Linked DNA regions of Pan troglodytes: region 2 is linked to region 1. Evidence: chromatin contacts called from public HiChIP or PLAC-seq data. All regions are on one chromosome and are shown on one strand. The core of a region is the stretch at or near the end of the contact, and the rest is flanking DNA. Distances in the headings are between cores, read along the strand shown.

Region 1 (5,033 bases), core at 709-3,208:
TAGTTAATGTGATTAATTTCTAGAATTTACAAACTTGTGTGCTTCAGTATTCTTAACATGAGTATTATTTTAACGAACAATTTAAAACAATGCTCCTGGCCACCTGTTCATGTTTCCTCTATTACGTCTAGGTAATAAAGGAATTCCTCTCAGATGATTCTAATTTCAAGGATGAAGTTCCTACATTTAAAAACACGAAACACAAAGATAAAACATATGCTACTTAGTAAAAACAAACATTAAAGAATGCTCATATAATTTTATATGAAAGACTCCATAATTAAAATCGTAGCAGTGGGCTTTTAACCTGACCATAATAAGTAGCAAATTTCTCAAAAGAATGAGAAGGGTTGCGAAAATTTAGAAAAGTGAAAAAAAAAAAAGCTACATAAACACACTAGTACATCTGGCTCTTGAGCTAACGCGAAGGGGCGGGGGACACATTTTTGAAGGCTATGATCGGGCTGTGGATTCCCTAAAGGGCATGTGATGTAATACTGGAGAGCCGCCTAAAGGAAAGGGATAGGTTGACAAAGGGGGTGCCGATGCCAGAAAGAGGGATGAGCCTGCGGGTGGCAGGGAGGAGGTGGATCACTAGCGAGTGCAGGGGTGTATCAAAAGATGATTTCGGGGAGTGGGGAAACGGCCCGACAGGCAAAAGTACAGGAGCGAGATGAGGGTGGCGCAGAGAGGAGGCACGAAGGCTCCCGGGGAAACGGTGTGACATTTGGCGTGCGGAGCCGGCAGGGGGCAGACCAGGCAGGATGTCACGTGGAACAGGCGCTACGGGAGCCGAGAAGGTTGCGTACGGACAGAGGGGGGTCTTTCCCACCGCCTGAAAGACTGTTACTCACAGGAGTCGCGGACTCTTCTTGCCCTGAACTGGAGACGGGGACTTCGCGGCCTGGGGCTGCTGCCCGGGGACGTCGGGAGGCCTGGCGCTGGGGCTGCTCCTCCGCCGGCGGGGATACTCGGCCTTTCTCCGGCGGGACACAGCTGCGGCGGCGGCCGCAGCGGCCCGGCCTCGGTCCCGACCTCCCCTCAGCACGCGGCTGCTAGTGGTCCCTGCAGGCGCCGCCGCGACCGCCTCAGGGGGCCGTTGTTGGGGCTCCTCCGGAGCCGCCTTGGCCGCCTCTCCCCCTTCCTGGTCCTGCTGCTCCGGGGGTCTCGGCTCTTCCGTCTCCCCCGGCATCGGGGCTTGTCCGTCCCCCACCCCCTAGTCCCAGGCGGCGGAGGCGGAGGCGGCGGCCTCGGCGCTGCTCCCCCCGCCCCCTCGCCTCCCGAAGCCTGCGGCTCACTCTCACCCTGCGCTCCTCTTTCCCCCCTCCCCTCCGCCCGGCTCCGAGGGCGCCCCCCCCACCCCCTGCCACTCAAGGTCTGCTACCGCTGGCGGCGCGCGCGCGCGCGCGCCCGCCAGACGCTCAGCGGGCCAATCGGAGAAGAGGACAAGCTTCCTCACCCCGCCCCTCGCAGTCTTACACGCAGCGGCGCCCCAGGTTCCCGCCCCCACCCCTTCCTTCAGCCAATCAGGAAACGGCTAAAAGGGAGCGCGCGAGGTTTCCTTCCCCGCGCACCCGTTCTCACCGTTAAACGGCTGTGTCTCGCGACAATCCCAAAGTGACCTTTTTCCCCCCTCCAGAGTTCAACGCGCGCTAGGGGCAGTGCGAGGGGCAGGTCTCGCGAGGGAGGCGGGTGAGAAGAAATCGCACCTCTTTCCCCGCCTCACGCAAACCCTAGACTGGCTGCGCGCGCACCTGCCTCCCTGAGGAGCCACTGATACCACAAGGGCTCTTTCTATTCTTCTTTAGGCCGCAGAAGTAGCCTGGGCGTTCTTCCGCCTCCACCCTACCCCACTTTCCTGTTTTTGGCCTTTCTGTCCCCAGCGCCGCCAGATCTTGCGCGGAGAAGGGGGTAGTATTTTGAGCTGTCGCTTCTCCTTTAAGAAAAAAAGCCCCGTCGGTTGCCGGATGAAAGTCTCTGAAAAAATGGCGGCGGCAAAACGGAGGCGGGGTTGTGGGGGCAACGAGGGCCCGCCTCTTGGCGCATGCGCACCGTTAACTTAACCAAGGGCATTCTGGGAGATGAAGTCTTATTTCGCCTAGGCTTTAGGAAAAATAGATGGGAAACCAGAGGTGGAGAGGATGCCGGGAGGTTCTGACTGATTCACGACGGGAAAGGTAGTTTACTTTCCGCAGCCTAGAGTTCACCTTTTTTTCGGGAGGCAGTGTTTCCGGGTTAGGTCGCGACGCGTGCCGTACATCCGGGCTCAAACGTCGAGCCAATTGCTGGTCTGATGGGAGGGTTTTTCCTACTTTTTCTTACTTTTTATCTGGGCGTTGGCGTACCTTTCTCGGGGTGTCTGCGTAACTGCCCAGACTTACCTTGGTTTGGTCAGATGACACCTCCTCTGGGACTGGCTAGCCAGCGTTCATGTCTACATTATTGATCTCGTCTTCCGGTGTGTGAGTCACTCACCTGTGAGCTCCTAGAGGTCAGCGACTAAATCTGGTTCCATGGGGTCCTTGGGCCCTCGGAGCCCTAGCACAAGGCCCACTACTCAGTTGGTTCTTAATCAAATCTGTGAAACGAATTATAAAGTTGCTTTTCTACTAGACCTTGTTGGGACACCAAGGAGCCGGCGTCGGTTGCTTAACTTGGATGCGGTGCCTGACCTAGAGGGAGGCGAAAGGGTTGTGAGCGTGACGTGACTCTGGTGACCTACACCGAGAAGCTGAAGGGTCTCTTAAGCTCTGCGGCCGGAAGCCATCTGCTTCTGCGGTTTATACAATAGCAACTTTATCAGAGGTTACTTTTCTGCACGCTAGCGTATGACATTAATTTGTCTTCCTGATTCATCAAAGGGAATTTCCGTTGCAGTTGGTGATGCAGTGGGCCTCTCCCATTTCTTTTTTCTTTTCATCCATTACAATCAAGGAACGATTTGCAAGAACATCCTTTACCCATGGAAAATAAGGCATCCAGGGCTAAAAGTCCCAAAAGAAAGAAGCTGGAAACAAGATCTGGGGATCCAATTTTAAATTTCACATTAATCATTCAGTTAAACTGTAGACAAGTGCTGAAGTACATTTTTCCTTCCAGTACTTTGACTCAGATACCACTTCATATTAGACAAATGTTTTATATTCTCTACTGAGTATTTTGCATTTTCATAGAGCTAATGTCATTTTCAGTTGTAATAATCGATTGGCATAGTGTCAATGGAAATTTTTTAAGATTGAGTTTGCAGTGAGCAGACTTTTGGAAGGAACAGTGCTGACATCCAATGGATGCTCAAAGTAATACAGAGGAGAAATCTCCTTTCAAAAAAAAAAAAAATGTACAGACAGTGGAATGGAGAATGAATTATTCCCTAAAAAAAGCCACTGTGGGCTGGATATGGTAGCTCACCCCCGGAATCCCAGCGCTTTTGGATGCCAAAGTGGGAGGATCCCTTGAGCCCAGAACTTCCAGACCAGCCTGGGCAACATAGGGAGACCACCCTCTACATAAAAAATAAAAATAAAGCTTTTAAGCTAACCTAGTGGCGTGATGGGATGCACCTCTGGTCCCAGCTACTCCAGAAGCTGAGAAGGGCAAATCGCTTGAGTTCAGGAGTTCGAGTTGGAGGTTACACTGAACTATGATAGTACCATTGCACGCCAGCCTGGGTGACAGAGAGCTTGTCTTAAAAAAAATAAAGAAGACTACTGTGTTGTAGAGGAAAGATCCCAGACTTTGCAATTATAGTAAGTAGCAAAGCTACCAATTAATTATCTTAGCAAGTTGCTATTACATGAACCTATTTCACCATTGGTAAAAAGGGGGAAAAAATCTATTTCACAGGGCCATAATTATAGTTCCTTACATATTGCCTTTTTATAGTAGGCCTTTTGTAAATGTTTAATTCAAGGTGAATAAATCACAGTGGTAAAAAAGGTGAAGAGTTAACCTCAGTGTCACTTTCCAAAGAAATTGCTATAAGGCAGTGTATCTAGGCAGGGATTATGCTTAATTGAGATGCACACAGTTTAACATCTGGTGTCAAACCTGGCTTCCTTCTTTGTGACCACCCTATAGATGTTTGCTTTTGGGACCACTGAGTAAACCAGGCCCTGAGAATCCAATCATGAATCCACTTCTGCCCTACTTTTAAGGATTTACATTCCATGCAGGAAAGCAGATAACCATAATTTCTGAATAAATAAGACAACAAAATGAAATGGATGCTGGTCAACTCTGATGCAAATTTTAAGAAGGAGACTATGCCTCTGTGTCTCCCAGCTTCACAGAAAAAAAAAAAAAAAAAAAGAAAGATGCTCAGAGTGGGGTACCTACACTTGGAAAAAACGCAAGTATAAGTCTGCCGTTCCCATGAATCCAAGATGAATCCTGGCACAGAGTAGGTCCTCAAATTTTGCAAAATTAATTTTGAATCTATCACCCTGGCCAATGCACTGCCATAATGCAAATCTTACTATCTACCTTTCTATGTCAGTCGCAGTTTTAAAACTGTGTAACCTATGGAAAAAAAAAAAAAAGCTCACCAAATCAAAAGAGAGGAAGTGCTAAGCAAATACAGGAACCAAAAAGGTTTATAGAGGCTGTCTTATGCTGTCTCATCCAGTTCCTTTGCGGTCCTCTTCTTCAGCACATGCCAAAGCTGTTCCTCACGGCCTGTGAGACAAGAGCATCTTGGATGTAGGACAATGGAAGAGTTAGGTGAGTGAGGAGCTTGGAGGAGAAACTCTGAGGGAGTGAAGACTTGGCTGCCATCTCCTTGTGTGGTGGGGTATACTTCTGGCTAGACTGAGGGTAGTAATGGAAGATTTTATTTTCACTTCTTTCCTGTCCTCAGCCCTGCCAGGAGTGAAGCATGAGGAACTATGATTGTTTTGGGGAACTATGGGTTCACTGTTTGCAGTGGCAAAATAGATGGAGAGTTTGGTGCTAACAGCAGAATAAACTCTTGGCAAATACTTTTGGACTGGATTGTTACTGCAGTTGTTGTCTTGTTATGGGCGTTTTGCCCTTTG
Region 2 (5,033 bases), core at 1,179-3,678, 510 kb before region 1:
CTCCCCAGATGGGTGGCGCTGTCAGTCCCCGGCTTCCTGACACCCAGCTCCTTCTCCTCCCAGCCGGGACTGGAGCCCGCCGCGGCCGCGCCCGTGACCGCGCTCCGCGGAGCACCCCAGCGCCCTGTGTGCTCACTCACTGCGCGCCTCGCCAGCACTCGGCCTGGAATCCAGCGCTCAACGCAGGTCCCGCTCGTATTTGAGGAAGCAAAGGCTCCAGAGCTCCAGCTGGGCGGGAAACGGAGCAGGTGGGGCTAGGGGTTTGAATCGCCCGCCTTTTGGGAAAAGGTTGTCTGCGAACCAACTGGTTACTTTCTTTCACTTTTAAATCAGCCGTGCCTCTTCCGGCCTAAACCTCAGGTAGCTACAGCGTGCAGTACTTGACGCTGTGTTTATATCAGACAGCACTGCCAGTCTGAAACAAAACTTTCTGAATTTCCTAATCCCCAGAGCCAGCGTGAGAAGTAGACTTGAGCCTGTTCTCTTCCCTTGAACTTTTCTTTTACACGAGTACAACAAAAAACAAGAACAGAGACAAGTCGTAGTGTTGCTAGTGATAAGGCAGATTTTTCACCAAGCCTAAAAAGCTTTTAAAAATCTGGTCCGATAACCAAAGGGGTTCCTAGAAAGATTTCTTTATGCCTAGGGACAAAATAAACTCAGCGCTTGAAAAACTGAGCAAAAAGAAACTGGAGTTCAACCTGATGCAAGATCTACTTTCTCCACCTTTGAGATCAGGGAGAGCCTCAAGAAGGTTGAAGGGACTTCAGGGCACACACTGATTCTGAGTTGAGGGTTGGGAGGTTGATTAGGTCTTGCTGGAGCCTCCAAGAATGTCAAATGTTGGCTCCCAGTAATATCAAAGCAACCTGTTGATAAGACAAAGCTAAGTTTCTTGCTCACTTAGGTAATGGAGAACAATAACTTGACAGAATTTAAGTGGTGTCTCAGAGAGGGAAGAGCAAGTTTGGGCTATATGTATTGAGATTTTGAAGTCCCATTGTAACTCTAATATTTAATGAGGGGAATTGGTTAGAATTGAGTCAGCTACGGGTAACAGTTTAGGATTGGTAGATAAAACAAGGCTAGGATTTTGAGGTAAAGGTTCAAAGTCTTAGAATGTAAACTGTTCTTTGATGTTTTCCATTGAAGAGTGGTTGGATCTTTGAAGAAGATACTGGATTAAGCAATAAAGATATTTGCAACTTTCCGGTCCCTGGCAAAAGTTTCTTGAAATAGTAAATGTTTGTTGATGAAAATAATGGAATAAGAAGTCAGGTTAATGTAGTTGGCAAGCTATGTGAGTGTAGATGGCTTCAGTTCTCACAATAATGAACATACCTGATAATGTACTCAACATTTGTCACTTAGAGTATTTTATCCTGGAAAGAAGCGTAGTTGGGAAAACGCACTTGAGATGATGTTTGCTGCACACAGAATTCGGACACAGAGATGTCACTCTCCTTAGGAACCATTTTCATAAAGTTAACATTGGGTCTTAATAGACATCAGTTTTTAAAAATTAGAACAGGCTTGGGCACTGCAAAAGAAAGACACATCCGTTCACTTGGCTGTTCTTTTTACGTTTCCAGGGAGAGCGTCAGTGCCCCTTTCAACAATAAAAGCCCGCAGGAGTGCAGATTTTATTTACCCTGTCCCCACCAGCATCCTGCTGCGGCCAATGAACCCTGGCAAAACTCCAGGTCAGCCCCAGAACCAAAGAGTAACTCACCTAAGAGGAAGGTCCGTTCCCACCAAGTCTCAGACGCCTGAACTCGTGATTTTTAGGGACTTTCCCTTCCAGTCCCTTGGAATCCAGCACTTTGGTTGGAGAACAGAACTCACTTGGGGAATGGCGCGTCTGGCCAATGGAATGAAAGATACTGGAGTTTGTCTTTTCTCTTCAGGCAGCAACTCACCTACTTCGGAAGCCGATTGGCTGCGCTGGGGACACCTGTTGGCGTGCAAAAAAGAGTGGTTGGAAAGGCAAGGCCGAGGGGGCGCGCCTACCCTACCCACCCGCAGCACTCCTCCTTGACGCCGCGAGCAGGACCCTGTCTCACTGACCCCATGCCCACGGCGGTCCTTGCCTGCTTCTATTCTCCCGGTTTCCCCAGTCCCGAGTATTGGAAAGCGAGAGCGAAAGCGAAAGCATCCTAGTCGCCGGTAGGCTGGCCTGGGCCGGGCTGGAGAGGGAGCAGGAAATAAAAACTCGGGTGTGGGAGGAGCTGGGACGCTGGCGGCAGAGCCACTGTGGCAGCTTGAGTCTCGCGCGCGCGGGAAGCGGAGGTGGAAGTCGGGGCGCAGGAATGTGGCTGTCCCCGCCTGTAAATCATGGTTGGGGAGGAGTCGCGGAGGCACCAGGCTGGGGTCTGCAGCGCGCCATCTGCTGCAGCACACAGGAGGCGCTGAGGCTAGTTGGGTAAGTGGGGAGATTTCAGGCACTTCCGAGGGGGCGGCATCCCCAGCAGGTGGGATAGGCCCGGTGACTAGGACAAAATCACGAAGAAGCCGCGGATGCAGGAAGAGTAAACTCCCTTGTCATAAATCGATTCTCCAAACGTTCATCAATATGTGGAGACGTTTATGATAGTGATGAAGAAGATGATATGGCCTCTAGGAATATGCATCTCAAAGCTGATGATCAAAGAAGATTGGAGAGGGTTTTCAAGGCAGCCTGCTGTTTAAGGACCTGCATTCTGAGTAGATGTGTATTGGAAAAGGCGATTACAGTCACAAAGGGGACAACTTTTATGCAATTGACAGAGGACTATATGATGTATATAAACAGATAGGGTTGAAAGGTGTGTTGGTAACTACAAAACACATGGGAATTTGAAGGAAGGAACTGGCCTTAAATGCATGTACAATACACCAAGAGAAGCTAAAATTACTGCTTCATCTTCTGTGGTTTCTTTGGGGTTTGGATAGAGTAACCTTAAAACATATTTGAATGCTGACTTTTTCTATGCGACTCACTTTTGGAATCTGTGCATTCCTACATTCACAAAGGGTAATCACAGCTAGTACCCAGCATCCAAACAATAGCAGCCAATAATTCTACTCTGGAGAAAATTTTCTTTTCTCTTTCTTTCTTTCTTTCTTTATCTCTCTTTCTTTCTCTCTCTTTCTTTCTTTCTTTCCTTCTCTCTCTCTCTTTCTTTCTTTCTCTCTCTCTTTCCTTTTTCTTTTTCTTTCCTTCTTTCTCTTTTTTCTTTTCTTCTTCATTCCTTCCTTCCTTTCTTCCTCTTTCTTTTTTCTCTTTCTTTCTTCTTTCTTTCTTTCTTCTTTCTTTTTTCTTTTATCTTTCTTTCTTTCTCACTTTTCTCCCTCCCTCCCTCCTTTCTTCCTTCTTTCTCTTTTGCCTGTTTTACATTTTAATGTGTAAGCAAATAGTGATTAAAGGACAATAGGCTTAACATTTTCTAAAACATGGGTGTTCAGAATTGAATATACTGATAAAATTTGTTTCCAAAAGGAAGGGTTATATACTAGGTGGGAGTGTAAATTAGTTCAACCATTGTGGAAAACAGTGTGGCAATTCCTGAAAGACTTAAAAACAGAACTACCATTCAACCCAGCAATCCCATGACTGGGTATGTACCCAAAGGAATATAAATCATTCTTTCATAAAGACACACGAACACGTATGTTCCTTGCAGCACTGTTCACAATAGCAAAGAATCAACCTAAATGCCTATCAGTGGTAGGCTGGATAAAGAAAACTCAGTATACCATTGAATACTACACAGCCATAAAAAATAAGGAGATCATGTCCTATACAGGGACATGGATGGAGCTAGAGGCCATTATTCTTGGCAAACTAATGCAGGAACAGAAATCAAATACTGCATATTATCACTTATACGTGGGAGCTAAATGATGAGAACACATGGACACACAGAGGGGAACAACAGACGCTGGGGCCTATCGGAGGGTGGTGGATGGAAGAAGGGAGAGGATCGGGAAAAACAACTAATGGGTACTAGGCTTAATGCCTTGGTGGTGAAATAATCTGTACATCAAACCCCCATGACATGAGTTTATCTATATAGCAGACCTGCACATGTACCACTAAACTTAAATAAAGTTTTTAAAAAAGTTTTCAATCTACAAAGTTGAGATTTACTAGAAAGGTTATTCAAATGACTTTGATATATGGAAATATTAGTGCACAAGGAGATAATAAAAAGTTATTATTATAGAAGATATAAAACTTGTACCACCTAATATCTGTGCAACTAAATCTACTATGTACCAAGATATTTATCAACATTCTTTCTGAAATTTTTATGTCGTTTTGTATAATTTTAATCATATTTCTTTTAAAAACATTTATGGCATGATAAGTTATGTGTTGGCTTATTGCGGAAAGGGCCTAAAATAACAATTCTTAAACTTTATATATATTTGCAATGAAATATATTTTGGCTTTAGACAATAGGAACATAACCTTTTTTTGGATGAAAGATTACTGTCACATTTTTTCTTCATTATCTGACATCTTTGTCATTTTCTTAACTTATATTACTAATTAAAGTTCCCTACCTTTTCAAAAGAAAAAAAGTCTAATATTGACATTTATTTATCTGTAGCAAACTTTAGCTGTTGTTTTTTCTACTAATTTCAGGCAAAAATGAAGTATTAATTTCAGTTACAAAATATAGCTTAGTAAGATCTAAACCAAATAAAATTCACATTCTAAAGACTACAAACAAGTTTTAAAAAGATATTTTGGCCATTAAACTTATTTATTAAATTTAACTTTTGTCTTCTAAGAACCAGAGTTCTTACAATTACTATGAAGTTCCTATTCTATAATCATAGCCTGGGTTCCTTGTCAATGCTTCATTAAACAGGCTATTTTTTTCTTTTTTCTTTTTTTTTTTTTTTTTTTTAGAGACAGAGTCTCACTGTGTCACCCAGGCTGGAGTGAAGTGGCATGATCTTGGCTTACTGAAACCTCCATCTCCCAGGTTCAAGCGATTCTCATGCCTCAGCCACTTGAGTAGCTGGGACTACAGGATTTTGCC

The links. HiChIP or PLAC-seq counts read pairs in DNA pulled down with a chosen protein or histone mark.
Region 2: an H3K4me3 HiChIP or PLAC-seq map of stem cell-derived excitatory neurons shows a contact between it and region 1, with 5 times the contacts expected there. The contact joins the promoter of FAM111A here to the promoter of ZFP91 in region 1. A contact is called at or near these places in 1 of 7 Hi-C or Micro-C datasets (stem cell-derived neural progenitor cells) and 1 of 1 datasets of contacts at active chromatin or transcription factors (stem cell-derived excitatory neurons).

Annotation. Positions count from the first base shown.
Region 1 is chr9:60,861,104-60,866,136 of NHGRI_mPanTro3-v2.0_pri, reverse strand. ZFP91 (ZFP91 zinc finger protein, atypical E3 ubiquitin ligase) reads right to left here and starts at 1,958. Exons shown (of 11, transcript XM_016920924.4): 1 at 855-1,958. The coding sequence starts at 1,192. It overlaps LPXN (leupaxin), which reads left to right and starts at 4,557. Exons shown (of 9, transcript XM_063784053.1): 1 at 4,557-4,719. The coding sequence starts at 4,707.
Region 2 is chr9:61,370,395-61,375,427 of NHGRI_mPanTro3-v2.0_pri, reverse strand. It overlaps FAM111A (FAM111 trypsin like peptidase A), which reads right to left and starts at 2,428. Exons shown (of 6, transcript XM_063784068.1): 1 at 2,091-2,428; 2 at 1,733-1,954; 3 at 1,342-1,540.